Regions from separate parts of the Mustela erminea genome. Here region 2 is linked to region 1. Evidence: chromatin contacts called from public Hi-C data. All regions are on one chromosome and are shown on one strand. The core of a region is the stretch at or near the end of the contact, and the rest is flanking DNA. Distances in the headings are between cores, read along the strand shown.

Evidence for each region. A called contact is a pair of places that touch in the nucleus more often than the background predicts.
Region 2: a contact with region 1 is called in a Hi-C map of spleen, with 6 times the contacts expected there. The contact joins the enhancer-like site here to the promoter of RAB5IF in region 1. A contact is called at or near these places in 3 of 3 Hi-C or Micro-C datasets (fibroblasts, skeletal muscle and spleen).

What each region holds. Positions count from the first base shown.
Region 1 is chr7:22,099,066-22,106,226 of mMusErm1.Pri, reverse strand. RAB5IF reads left to right here and starts at 4,064. Exons shown (of 4, transcript XM_032350778.1): 1 at 4,064-4,426; 2 at 6,007-6,110. The coding sequence starts at 4,313. It overlaps LOC116595004 (a long non-coding RNA gene), which reads right to left and starts at 3,984. Exons shown (of 4, transcript XR_004287508.1): 1 at 3,295-3,984; 2 at 2,424-2,521.
Region 2 is chr7:22,226,457-22,233,617 of mMusErm1.Pri, reverse strand. All of the region lies in intron 5 of DLGAP4 (disks large-associated protein 4), which reads left to right. Among named protein-coding and RNA genes, the nearest start is that of MYL9, 71 kb to the right of the region's middle. Within about 2 kb of position 3,712, the one cell type or tissue checked has open chromatin away from gene starts, as enhancers often do. A contact at or near this core is called in fibroblasts, where this site is marked.

The DNA.
Region 1 (7,161 bases), core at 2,815-5,314:
GGTTAAAGCCTCTGCCTTCGGCTCAGGTCATGATCCCAGGGTCCTGTCCCAGCATCAGGCTCCCTGCTCAGCAGGGAGTCTGCTTCCTCCCCTTCCCCTGCCTGCCTTTCTGCCTTGTGATCTCTGTCCGTCAAATAAATAAAATCTTAAAAAAAAAAAAAAAAAAAAAAGGATGGTGGGAGCATCTACACAACAGAGTACATGTACTTCCCTGTACCACCAAACTGTACATTTAAAAATGGTAAAATTGGGGCGCCTGGGTGGCTCAGTGGGTTAAAGCCTCTGCCTTCGGCTCAGGTCATGATCCCAGGGTCCTGGGATCGAGCCCTGCATCGGGCTCTCTGCTCCTTGGAGAGCCTGCTTCCTCCTGTCTCTCTGCCTACTTGTCATCTCTGTCTATCAAATAAATAAATAAAATCTTTAAAAAAAATGGTAAAATTTGTTATGTATACTCTACAGCAAGTAAAAAAAGATTTAAGTTTAAAAAAGAATTTAGGGGAAAAAAAAAATTTAGGGGCACCTGGATGGCTCAGTTGGTTAAGCATCTGCCTTCAGCTCAGGTCATGATCCCAGAACCCTGGGATCAAGCCCCACATTGTGCTCCCGGCTCAGCAGGGGGTCTGCTTCTCCCTCTCTCCTACTCATGTGCTCTCTCTCTCTCTCGCTCACTTTCTTTGTTTTTTTTTTTTTTTAAGATTTTATTTATTTGACAGACAGAGAACACAAGTAGACAGAGGCAGGCAGATAGAGAGGAAGGGAAGCAGGCCCCCTGCTGAGCAGAGAGCCCGATGTGGGACTCCATCCCAGGACCCTGAGATCATGACCTGAGCCGAAGGCAGCGGCTTAACCCACTGAGCCACCCAGGCGCCCCTCTCGCTCACTTTCTTTCAAATAAATAAAACCTTTTTAAAATAAGTAAATAAATAAATAAATAATAAAGAATTTTCTTTTTTATTCCAATTGTCTCCATCGTCAGTGCCCCCGCCAGTATCTCCTGAGTGACTTTAACAGTCTTTAAACTAGTCTCCCACTCTGATCCTATCCTCCGAATAGCAGCCAAGGTGATCTTGCTAAGAGGCAAACCTGAAAAGTGAAATGTCGCTGTTCAAATCCTTTCTGTGGCTTCCTCCACTGTTGGGACAAAAATAAATTCTTCATGGCCATGACCAAAAAGACAAGGTGGGGGGGAGGTCCAGCTTCACATCTATGGTTCTGGAGAAAGTGAACCCTTGTGCACTACTGGCGGGAATGTAAATTGGTGCTGCCACTATGGAAAACAAAATGGAAGACCCTCAAAAAATTAAAAATAGAAACACTCTATGATCCAGCAATTCCACTTCTGGGAATATATAACACTAAGAAATAAGGAAATAAAAACACTAACTCGAAAAGATATCTGCATGTTCATAGCAGCATTATTTACAATGACCAAAGCATGGAAACAACCTAAGTGTCCATCAACGAATGAATAAAGAAGTTGGGGTATACACACCATGGAATATTATTCAGTCACAAAAAATTAGGAATCCTACCATTTGTGTATGTATAGACCTTGGAGGTTTACGCTGAGTAAAAATAAGTCAGATGGAAAAAGACAAATACTTTACAATCTCACATGTGGAATCTTAAAAAACAGACTCAGAAAAAGAGATCAGACTTGTGGTTACCAGAGGTGGGTGGTGGAGGGAGGAGGAAATAGAGGAAGGTGGTTAAAAGATACAAACTTCCAGGTGAGATAAATAAATAGTAAGGATGTAAGGTACAACATGAGGACGACAGCTAACAATGCTGTACTGATACACTGGAAAATTGTTAAAAGAATAAATCCTAAGACTTCTCATCACAACATCTTTTTTTCTTCTTCTCTTTTCCTTGTATCTATATGAAAAGACGGAATTAGTTGAACCCCCAATTAGCTGAACCATATCATTTCACAATATATGTAAATCAAACCATCAAGAGGTAGGCCTGAAACTTATATACGGTGATATATGTCAATTCTTTTTCTTTTTTTTTTTTATTTATTTGTTTGACAGAGAGAGATCACAAGTGGGCAGAGAGGCAGGCAGAGAGAGTGGGGGAAGCAGGCTCCCCACTGAGCAGAGAGCCTGATGAGATCATGACCTGAGCTGAAGGCAGAGGCTTTAACCCACTGAGCCACCCAGGCACCCCATCAATTATTTTTCAATGAAACTGGAAAAGATAAAAATTCTTCAGCATGCCCCTTCCACTCCTTCCCAACTAAGGTCTTTATTCCCCACCAGTAGCTGACATGGTTTCACCTTCTGGAATGCTCTCTTCTATTCCCCTCCCGCATCCCCTTAACTCCTACTTTTCCTTTAGAGCTCTGTCTTTCCTAATCCTCCACACCAAACTCCCCATTACAAACTTTTACTACCAGGCCCAGCCGACTGAAAACTTACCTATTCTGTCTTGGATCTCGGGCTAGGTATTCTTCCAACATTCTATGAAAGAATGAATGATCAGTTTGTCTCCGTCACTGCATGCCCCCCCAGATAATCTGTAAAAGAGGTTTTATACCAATGGTACACTTCCAAACTGGAGTGAGCTGGTTAGGCTTTACCACAGTTTTGTATATGGGAGAGAACAAGGTTCAGAAAAAAGGCAGGGCTGCCAAGAACAAGATCCATGTGAAGGCTGAGGGACTACAAGGTATGGATTCATGTCAGGTGTATGTCCCTCCAATCAGGTCCAGACAGAGTAATGTCTGTTGCTGTGTATATCACCTTTAAGGTCCTGCTTCACTCAATCTATTGCAAGAGGATGTTGGAATTGAGTTGCGGTTGGAAACACCAACCGTGGAAGAAGCTCCCTAGGAGATTCTGTTGCTCAGCTAGGGGGAGAACTACAGGTCAATGTTGACAGGTATACAAAGGATATTCTGACCTCACTAATACCCTTTAAGACTAAAAGCTTAGGGTCATCTGAGTGGCTCAGTTGGTTGGGTGACTGCTTTTGGCTCAAGTCATGATCCTGGGGTCCTGGAATCAAGCCCCACGTCAGGCTCCCTGTTCAGCAGTAGAGTCTGCTTCTCCCACTCCCCCTGCTCATGCTCTCTCTTTCGCTCACTCTCTCTTTCAAATAAATAGATAAAATATTTTTTAAAAAGATGACGACTTAAAGTTTAAGGTTAGGAGTACAGATTTTGGAGTCAGACAGACCCAGATACTTGTTGAGTGATTCCAGACAAATTAGTTTGTCCACCACACAGAAGTACCTTGGTCTCAACTTAATTCACAGTACAATGCACAGGGCACCACCTGGAGGGCTTACCAAAATGCTGATTATGGGCCGCACTCCCAACAATTTCTGATTTGGTGGTTCTGGGATGGGATCTGAGAATCTTCACGTCTAGTCAAGTTCCTACGTGATGTGGCTGCCGGTGGTCCAGACACACACGTTGTGAACCACTGTCCTAGCACATGCTGAGGACACAGTAGCTGTATACTCAGATATTCTGAGAGCTAATGAAGTCCTTTCTCCATTCCCCCGACCCCGCCCCCTGCCTCCGGAGTTCTCAGCTGGTTCCAACTTGCCATGTAGCCTTAGAAAATCTTTTCCGCTTTTTGGGTCTCGGGTCTCACATTTGCCAAAAAAGGGTGCTGGGCCAAGATGAGACACGAAATTAATACAGGAAACAGTTTACATCTGGAAGAGGGTCCTACGAAATTAGGGGAGAAAACGAGCAAGGACTAAATCCTGAAGGAGATGCTTGGGACTTCCGGGGAGCCAGTGTTGGGTTCCAAAAGACGCGGAAAAACAGGGCAGCGTTCTGCCCCGCTGCTGCAGGGGACAAACCGTGGAGGGCTGGGCGACGCTCAAGTCTAACTTGGACTCTATCCAGATGCCGTTCTCCAGTCGCCACAGCTCCTCCCCGCGCTCGCGTCACCATCCCCTATTAGATTGTCCCTTCCCTCTCACCATACCGTGCGCCTGGCGGAAGCTTGGCGTCACTTCCGTCACGCGTAGAGCGCTTGCGCAGAGGTGACGGCTGTACTTTCCTTCGGACGGCTGCACGGCTGTCGATTGGCTGCGTGTGTTCGTCGGCGGGAGGACGTGCGGCGCTGCGTTGCCCCTCCCTCCGCAGCGCCAGGTCTCGGCGGAGCCAGGGAGCGGAGCCGGCGTATTGGCCGAGTGAAGGCAGCCGCAGCGCGCCACGGAGCCTGACTAGTGATTCTGTCGCTATCGCTGTCGCCGCCGCCTTGCGCGCCGTGATTCGCGACCCCAGAGTCCGACTCCTTTTGGCCTGACCCGCGCGCCCCTCGCCCGGCCCGGGCGGCGCGACGGGAGGATGAGCGGCGGGCGGCGAAAGGAGGAGCCGCCTCAGCCGCAGCTGGCCAACGGGGCCCTCAAAGTCTCTGTCTGGAGCAAGGTGCTGCGGAGCGACGCGGCCTGGGAGGACAAGGTGCGGTGGGACCTGGCGAGGGCGCAGGTTCGAGGAGCCGGTTGGGACTCGGGGACGAATGGACAGGCCCGAGCCTGCCCCTGCCGGGTCCAGGCGCGGCGGAGTGTTTGGCGTGTGTTGGGTCGGGGCGGGGAGTGGGCGGCGTGGTGGTGGCACTGAGGTGTCGGGGCGAACTTGGCGGGCCCGGGCCTGACAGCCGGGCTCGGGGCTCACCGCGGAGTGAAACCGACTGGGTCACGCGGGAAGCAGCGAGGAGGGGGCACAGCAGTTGCCACCCGCGGGCAGGGCGTGTGCCTGAACGGCGAGAGTGAGCTGAATTCGACCTCCGCCTTTTGCTCCCAGTAGGATCTTCAGTAAGTGACTTGTCTTCTCCGAATTAATTACTTAATACGGTCGTTAGTATGAACAGTAACGGTAACAGTTTTCTACCAAAGACTTTGTGCCAGGTGCTCTCTCCACGCATTGTTTCCCTCAGTTCTCAGAACAGCTCTGAAGTGGGGTACCGTGGTGCAGGAAAGCCTTTAGCACGTGATGAGGCTTACTGAAGGTGAGCTGCCATTGCTTTTAATTAGAGCAATTGCTCTAATTTCTAAATACCAAATGCCTTAATAACTGCGAGAAGGGAGATTGAAACCACCTCTTGGAGGTGTGTGAGAGAGGGAGGGAGAGGGGGAAACCACCAAATGTGTGTTGAGAGACTGTTGGGGCTTCAAGATTTTTACACTGGTCACACGCTTTCAGAAGATCTGAGTGTAGGCACTCCCCAGCTCTGCCCCATGATCTGGAAGGGACCAACACAGCTTGATTCCAGTTGGCCTGAAAAGAATGTTATATTTGCAGTTTTTCCCTTGTTTTTCTGGACTGTTGAAGTGGGTTCTCCTTCCTGGAGCTCTTGGGTTGGGGGGAATGGGAGGTACTTCCTGAAGGTCCCCTTGTCCTGCCCCCAGCCCTGCCCAGCTCTTGCAAAACCTTTATGATCTGCTGTGTCATTTTTTTCTTCCTTCTTGTACAAGGACTGGTTTCTGCAATCTGGGGCAGGTCGGAAACCTGAGTCTTCAGCGTCCTTGTATGAAAATCAGATACGCTGGCACCTGCCTTCAGCACTTTTTGTTTCTAATTCCTTTCTTCTTTGTTGCTTAAAATTCATTGTGCAGGAAGATGGTGCTGAGAAGGTTAAAAGTCAGCCCTTCTGCCTATGGATAGTATGCCTAGGTCTCTCTTCTGAGGGTCAGTGTTCTGTGGCCAGTAGCACAGTTACTGATGAAACAGCCGTTTCATCACAAGCCATTTCATTTTTGAAGCTTCTAAAAAAAGTAAATAATTTTCCTAGAATTTTTACTTAGCACACAGGCCGAAAAGTCATCACTTAAGAGAAATATATCCTTTTTTTTTTTCCCTTTTAAACCATGTTTTAGTATAAGAAGAAGTGGAGATCAGGAAACTACGTACCATTGCTCTTGGAGACATTTCTATGGAAAATGTGTTTATAGCAGCAAGCTTTTTTATTTCTCACCTATTACAGAGGCTTTCTTTCATGTGGCATCCACTGCAGATAATGCATGCATTCTTTCTTTCTACAGGATGAGTTTTTAGATGTGATCTACTGGTTCCGACAGATCATTGCTGTGGTCCTAGGTGTTATTTGGGGAGTGTTACCCTTGCGAGGTTTCTTGGGAATAGCTGGGTAAGTCTTGGGTATGTTCCATTTTCTTGTATCAGTTCTTTTCACATAGAGATTTTGTTTCCTTTTTATGGAAAGGGCCATTACTAAGTTGGAGGAATACACACACACATTTTAAGATGACTTGGGGAGGGGGGAGGAGATGACTTTGTATGGGTGAGAGAGCGAAGTGACGAAAGCAGAAAAGTAGCCCCACAGTGGCACTCCTGGGTTAGCATTTCTCAGTTCAGCAGGCCTGGGAGCATCTTAGTTTAGACATGTTATTTTTCCAGAGACTGGACTGGGCCAGTCCATTCATTTATGGATCCAAAGTGATCTCATGCAAGAGGCTACTGCACTGCCTGTTGGTAGCAGCCATCTAGTTTTCTGACATGACCTTTGTACCAATGGAAATTTGCAAAGTAGAAGAACTTCTATACTTGATGACCTTATATAGGCACTGTGCTGGATGTCTTGGAACTTGGCTTTGACAGAAGTTATTTCAGATCCCTACTTTTTAAAAGCAGTGAAAAAGTAGGAGGTTGCACCCTCACTTTTTACTGTGTTTCCATGGCCGGTGGCAGCACAGTTGACACCTACCCCTGGTCTTGGCTCAGCTTGTTAACAAGCGACTGAAAGTGATGAGTCCACATGCCCACCAGAGTGAATTAAAACAATGTGTAGGAGTAGTCTCAAGATAGGAATTGTGGGTAAGCTACAGTGGGAAATGGACAGGCAAGCTTGTGAACTTTTCTTTTTTTTCCACACCCGGAATATAAACTATGATCCTTAACCATGGAATATCACATTGGTTGTTTTAGGGGTGATCACATCTCTTATTCCCTCACCGTAGGGTGAAAAGGGCGAAACAGATTTCAAATCCCTGTGAGTTCCTTATTTTCTCGGAAGATAATCCAAAAGGCATGTGTCATCTCCTCTTCTAACTAAAAAGGTTTTTAATTTATGATACTGAGCAAAGCATTTGTCCAAGGAAGGAGTTTGAGTTTGTTATGCTTTGCCTGACTTTGGCGGAGTGGACACGTGATGAGTTCTGAGTGATGGTGAGGAGACCAAG
Region 2 (7,161 bases), core at 2,463-4,962, 130 kb before region 1:
AGGAGACGGGCGCCGCCCCCGCCCGGCCCTGCCCCCGCCCTCCTCCCCGTCTGTCCGTCCGTTCGTCCACCCGCCTGCTCGCGCTTCCGTCCTTCTGTCCGGCTGCCAGCCTTCGGGCTGGTCTCCCCGCTCCGTCCGCTTTGTCTCTCCCCGGCTCCCTGTCTCTTTGTCTCTGCCCTCGCGGTGCCTCACAGCCCCTCCCTCGCTCCCCGGTCTCGGGTCCCCCTCAAAGCGGTCCTCTCATCCCTCGGAGCCTCCCTTTCTGGGCGCCCCCATTCTTCGGGACCCGCCCTCCCGTTTTGGGGGGCCTTTTCTTCAGAACACCGCCCTCACTCCCCCACGACTCCTTTCTCAGCTTCCCTCACATCCTTTGGGGGTCCTCCCTTCCATCTGTCCTCAAATCCCTGCGGTCTTGCCCCTCTCTTAGCCCTCATTTCCTCGGGGTTTTTCCTCTCGGTGTCCCTCATATACGCTGGGACCTCCGAGATCCTTGGGGTCTCTCTCTTGGGACCCCCAAAAGCTCCCCAGCTCCCAGACTTCACCCCTCCCTGCTATCCCTTGGGTTGTCTCTGTGGCTGTGGCTCCTTGTTCTTTCTCAGGCCTCGGTGGCCCCCCAGTTCTGGGGGTCGGGGTCTCCCGCTTTGCTCTCACTGCCTTTGCCCCTGCATCTGTCTCAGTGGCTTCACCACTCATGGCTCTTGTGCTGAAGGCCCCCTTTTGAGCCTGTTCTTTCCCCAGGGCTCTTGGCCCCCTTGCTTTCTCTGCCCCTGCCCCCTGTCTCCCGTGCTCTCTGCTCCCTTGTCTCTCCCTTTCCCGTTTTCTGTCTCTGCCGGTCTCTGGGTCTCTGACCCCACTCTGGCCCTCATGGCTTTGTGTCTGGAGCTCTTGAAGCAATGTGAGTGGTGGGGTGTCCGGGTCGGGCTGGAGTCCCCCCGCAGGCTGGCCGCGGCGAGGCTCCATGGGGTTGGCGCTGGGGCTAGGGCTGGCGCTGGGGCAGGAGGCTCTGGAGCCTCCCAACAAAGGGGCAGGGAGGGAGGGGCCAGGCCGTCTGGCAGAGGTGGGAGTGGGGGCGCCTTCTTGCTCGGAGGCTTCTGCTTTAGTTGCTTGAGTGTGTGTGAAGGGTGCCACGGGCTGGACGTCCCGCCCGCTTGGTCCTGCATGGCCTGGCACTTTGTGATCGCTTGTGGGCAGGCCTGGGCTATTTTGGAGCTGGCAGGATGTGATATCACTTGGGTGTTTATTTAGACCCGGCTGGGGGTGGGGGCTGCGTTCTTGCCAACTTGAGTAATGAAATTTTGCAGGGGGGTGCGGCCTTTTAGGCAGCTGGACTGTAGGGTTTGTGGCCGGAGCTTTGCAGGCCACCAGCCTGGGCAGGTGAACAAGGTTATCATGCTGCTTTGGTCTTCCTGAGACTGCCAGGATGAGGGGAGAGAGTTCTTAGTCTGACCACCCTTGAGTATTCCATTGGATGATCTAAGAACCGGGGGGCTTGATTCCGCCAGCTTCAAGCTGTGTGGGACCTGTGACCTCTCCAAGCCTCAGTTTCTCCATCTGTAAAAGGAATAATTGTGCTAGTCTCACCAGGTTGTCATGAAGACCAAATGAAACGTCTGTAGACATGTGCTGTGAAGTGTTGCTGTGTCTTTGAACTGAGCCCACAGAGGGCAAGCAGCTTGTCCGGGCTACACAGCTAGTTCATGGCAGAGCTAGGACAGGGATCCAGCGCCAGGACTCCCCATCCAGAGTTCTTTACCCTTTGCTCCATTTCCACCTGATTATTCAGGAATATACCTGCCCTTCCAATGGGGCAGGGAGCAAGCGGTCCCTTATTTATAACCTGATTCCTGGTTGCTCTTTGTCAGTTTGTAAAGATAGGCAGGTGTGCATAGCTGGATGTCTGCTCTGGGAGAAAGGTGGATTTTCCATGTTCCATCCCATTGTTTGAGGGTGGGTCCTGCGTGGCCAGAGGCACTTGGGAATGAGGTCGGTCAGTTTGTGGTTGTGAACCTTGCCTGCTTTTCCTGCTTCCCTGTAGGGTGGGGGACAAAGACCCCAGCTCAGAGAGGCTCCACAGATGGGGGTGGGGGGAGGTGTCTGCTGTCAAGGAGCCTAGGATGTCCTAGAGCTGAAGCAGGAGGTCAGCTGTTGTAGCACCCTTGCCTTATGGTTGAGGCCCAGAGAGGCCGGGGACTCCTGGTCCTATTCCATGGCACTGCCTCTAAGGAAGTCACAGTCAGGCTGGTGTCACTTCCCCGCTGGTATATAATGACAATTTCCAACATCCATTGACCTCTTACTGTGGGTCCTGTGCTGGACACACTACTCGGACCACGTGCAATAGGGAGGAAGAAGGGCTTGGTCCTTGGCCTGGAAGTAGGGGGCTGGGATTCTGGGCCCCACATCATACCCACTTTCAGGGAGGCTACTTTCTCTTGGGCTTCAGCTTCCCTATCTGTAAAATGGGAATAAGAATCTTTGTTATAAAACTGGTTCTGAAATCATAGAATCCCTAAAGAAATTCTGTGAGACAGAATGCCAGGGTTCTATTCCTGGCTATGCTAAGACGCAGTGTGACTTCAGACAAGTGTCCCCCTCTCTATTATTCTTTCTGCAAAATGAAGGAGCCGGATAGCGTGGTCTCGTAGGTGCTTCCAGCTCTGACATTTCAGGATTCTAAGGTAACTCGGAGGCCACCTATTTGTACCTACATCTCATCTTACCTGTTGAAGGTGTGCTTGATCGCAGAACGAGAGGGAGAATGTTTTGAATGCTGCAGGGTGTGCGCTGATCATGTGCTGTGGGGTTTCAGAGGAGGGAGAGAAATCCTGTGTGGGCAGAGGGTTCAGAAAAGCTTCCAGGGGGAGGCAGTACTGAAGTTGGACCTCTATACCAGGCATGTTCTACCTCTAAGATAAACTATTACAGGTAGTAGAATTAATGTGGGACTGAGAGCCATAAACAGCTGGTGTCAACTGGTCTCCATCATTCATTCCATGTGTGATCTTGGGCAAGTTACTTTGGGCTTCAAGTTTCCTCATCTGTACTCAAGATAATCATATTTACACTACAGGATTGTGCTGAGGATTAAGTGAGATTATATATTTTAAAAATGCTGAGTACACAGTAGGCACTTAATAAATTCATCTCCCAGGGATATCTGGATCACCTTTTTCTCTGTGGGAACAAGGTAGACCCAGCTTCTCCCCACCTTCCCCCCTCCAGTGACCACCTGGGGGAGGTTCAGGTAACAAGGAAAGCACCTGACTTGTTCTAGTAAACACTAAGAGTAATCCTCTAATCTCCCCCACTTGCTCTGTGAGCCATTGTGTAGTCTGTCAGGCGCTTTCCTGGCCATTGTTCCTTAGAACAGTCCTGGGAGGAAATCAGAAACCACTGGTGTTCTCTCTGCTTCACAGGTGAATGGAGAGTAGGGGGCCCAGAGAGGCCCAAGGACCTGTTCAGGGTCCCATAGCATGCCAGTGTCGGGGTGGGCTAGAGCCTAGACCTCTTGGCTTCTTCTCCCACAGCCCACAGCTTTGCTCCAGATGTATTGCTTCTGTCTGGTAGCCTGCCCCTCAGGCCTCCTTCTCTGGGTCTGGCATCTATTCTGCAGGGGAGGGTTTGCTTGACATTTCCTCAGCCTCTGAGCTCATCCTAAACTTCAACGGGACTAGCTTGAGGCCGGGCGTGGACTGAGTCACCACCTTCCCTGGCTTTCTCATCCTGAGCAGCAGCCAGACACACCCAGAGGGCCGGAGACCTGCTGGTTGTAGGACAGCAGCATGGCAGGCTTTCCTCTCTGAAACTCAGATTGGTTCTAGAATGGCTCTCCCTGGGCTCTTAGGGAGAGGCTGCAGTGGTGGCTCCCCAGGGTGCGGGAAGCATGAGCAACATTGAACAGCTGTTGCCTGGCCTTTCGAGCTCCCAGCCTTTATTTGTGCTGTACCCTCCCCCTGTGGTACTTTCTCTACCCCTCCAGGCCCACATTGTCAAATGCCACCACCTCCTCCGGAAGTCTCTGATTGCTGCTCTCGCTCTCTCTGAGTCAAACAGACTGTGAATTCTGCCCCAGGTCCACACTTGCTGAAAAGTGGTCACTTCCCCTCTTGGTGCCTCAGTTTCCTAATATGTATAAAAAACTCAGGTTGCTTATCTTTATAAAGCTTAGGTTCCCAGGCTCCATCCCCGGAGAGTCTCCTTCGGCAGGTCCAGGGGCAGGAATCAACTTTATAAGTCCAGCCCTCTGGAGGAGTCTGATGCGGAGATCCTGTGGGGTGCACCCTGGGAAAAGCTGAACTGAGAGTTTTCCTGGGTTTATATCACAGCTTGGCTCGTCCCCACTGTGTGACCTAGGATTGATCAACTTTCTGCACCTCTGTTTTCTTTTGTCCTGTTGGGACGGAAATCCCTTCCTCCCAGGTTGCCAGGAGGGCGAGTACTCATGTAGTAAAGGCCCCTCAAGAAATGGAAATCTTTGTGCTCTGCTTCCATTTACCACGTGTCAGGGACTGTGCTGGGTGGTTTATAGCATGATCTGACTGTGTTACTGTAGCAATCCCATGACGCAGATACCGGTATTTTCCCCCATTTTACAGATGAGGAAATTGGCTCCTCCTCATCTTTGTTTTGGGCAGGGTTGGTTGTTTCCAGAAGCAAGGTGCCCTTCCCTTGCTCAACCCTGGCAGCAGACACTGTCGGACCTGGCCAGGGTGAGGGCTGTGGAATTGAACACCTGGGCAGGAATGCAATCCAGTCGTCAACAGGAATTTAATGAGGTTGATGATGCGTGCAGGCTGAGTGCCTCTCAGATTCCCAGGTTTCCCAGTCCTGGCTGTGGCTGCTTCCTCTCCCTCAGGTTGTACTGGAATCAGCCGGTTCCTCCCCCATCCACTCCTGGGAAGGAAGGCTACCTTAAAAACAAATAATATCTGTATTTTCTACAGCTAAAAGATTAATGTTTCTTGTTTCACAGTGAGGAAACAGGCCTAGGTAAGGGGAAGGACAGGGACATGCCTAGGATCCCAAACCGAGGCCATGCCAGGGCTGGGCAAGAACCATAGCCCTGTCTGCCCACCTCGGTCTCCATTTCTCTGTATCATGGGCCTGGGTTGGCCAGTGGAGAGGGGGAACACTGAGGTTTGGTTCTGGGAAGTTTTCTCATGGGGCAAGAGCAGGAGAAGTGGTCCTGAGTGTCTGGAGCTAGGATTGGCTCAGCCTGGAGCCAGATGGGCTTGGAAAGCGCTTTCCCTCCCAGCCCTGGGCCAGGCTCTGAGAGGATGGGAAAGAACAGACAGGGCCTCTGCTCCTGGGAACTTATGGTCTGACAAGGGAGACAAGGCCTACAATTATGAGAGACTGTGTGACAGTCTGTAATTAAGTGTCTGCTGAGGAAAAGCATTGTTTGAGAAGGAAGAAGTGAGTGTGTGCCAGAGGAAACAAGAGCCCTCTTGAGGGGGGCTGGATTTGCAGAGACAGAGGGTGGGGCTGACATTCTAGGGAATGGTTTGTGCAAAGGCAGGGGTGTGGAGGCTGGAAGGTAAGCATGTATTTAGGGAAACAGTGAGTGGATTGATTTTGCTGATGCATCAGGACTCTGGATGAAAAATCTGGGAGGGGCCAGGAAGTTGTAGGCAGCATTGAACATCAGCGGAGAAGCAGAGGCTTTGGGGAGTCATGGACCGTTTTAGAGCAGGGGTAGCCCAAGTGGAGAATTTTCTTTTCAAGAAGGTAAATCAGGCTGGGTGAATTGGGATGAATAAAAATGGTGACAGGGAGGAAGCCTCCCAAGCATCCAGGTAAAAGAAGAGCATTAGGTGTGGGGTGGAGCCAGGAAAAGACAGTTGGGGTCGCAGAGGGTGCTGTGCCCCTCAGAGAGCCCATTCAGGGACTTGGGGGCCAGAGGGAAAGATGTTGGGTGTTGCTGCTTTGGGGGAGGAAATAATAGTCTAAGCAAATTGCTTGTACACCTGCTCTATGCCAGGCTCTCTGCCAGGGCCTCTGTGGATGCTGTCGGAAACCCTTACACCAAGCCAGAGGCAAGTGTACCCTTTTACAGATAAGGAAAATGTGGCTCAGACCCAGGGCTGACTCTCTGCAAATCCTGACTCTTCCCACAGTTCAGCTCTGGTTTTCGGAAAGGAAACTCTTATTATTAGGGTCCCAGGAATAATCTGAGCCTTCTTGCCCCTTGAAATGGGGACACACAAATACCTCCCCTAAAGCCTATAAGCCTTTACTTTCTAAAGATCTGGAGAATTGGGACTGGGTGCCCATTTAGACTTTCTTTAAGGTAGGAGAGTCAGGGAAGCAAGGGGCCTTCACATCTTCAGTCTCCTCGCCAGGCTGTGAGCAGCCTTCAGAGTCAGACCTCATACGTATCTAGTCCAACAAGGGGCACATCTGTGACTAGGTCTATTGGGATTCTCAGCCAGCCGCCACCAGAGAGGGTGTTCCTTTGCCCAGCCAGAGGAATCCACCACCCACAAAGGCAGGAAGGGACTTGTCCCAGGTTGCTCTTGGCATTGGAGAGTCAGGTGATGGAGCCCAGTTCCCATTTCCCGGGCTGCAGCCAGGGGTACCTCCTGGGCAGAGAGAAGGGGAAGGGAACGGGTCCTTACTAAGTGGCTTCCGTGGGAGGCCGCAAGGGTTGGTCCCAGTGTGCAGGTAGGAAATGGATGGCTTGGCCAGTCATTCTCCTCTGCGTGTCCCCCTGAGCTGGGCCTTGGGTCATGAGGCAGAGCCACCACATGGCAGGCGCAGCCTCTGAACTCTGCTCCCCTCCCTGCCCCTCCTTTGCCTCCAGTAAACACCCCCAGGATCCATATGCCAGTCTACTTGGGCAGAGGCCAACCGTAGGCAAGATCGGATTGTAACTGCAGCCCTCTTTTTCATACCAAAATCTAGACCGAGCTTTGAATGAGGGATTTTTGTGCTCCTTTCAAACAGACACAGCCTGAGAAAATACTATTCAGACATTGAAACAGTGGAGTAGAGTGGCCTGGACTGTTCCTTTCAAGTGTAATCATTCATTTGAGTAATTTTTTACTGTTTGGCCCGTACTTTCTCAGAAATTTGACCCTTCGCACATATATTCCTTTTTCTATCTTACTTTCAGCATCTTCGTTCTGAATCCTTACTGTTTGTTTAGCCTGTTTTTGATTT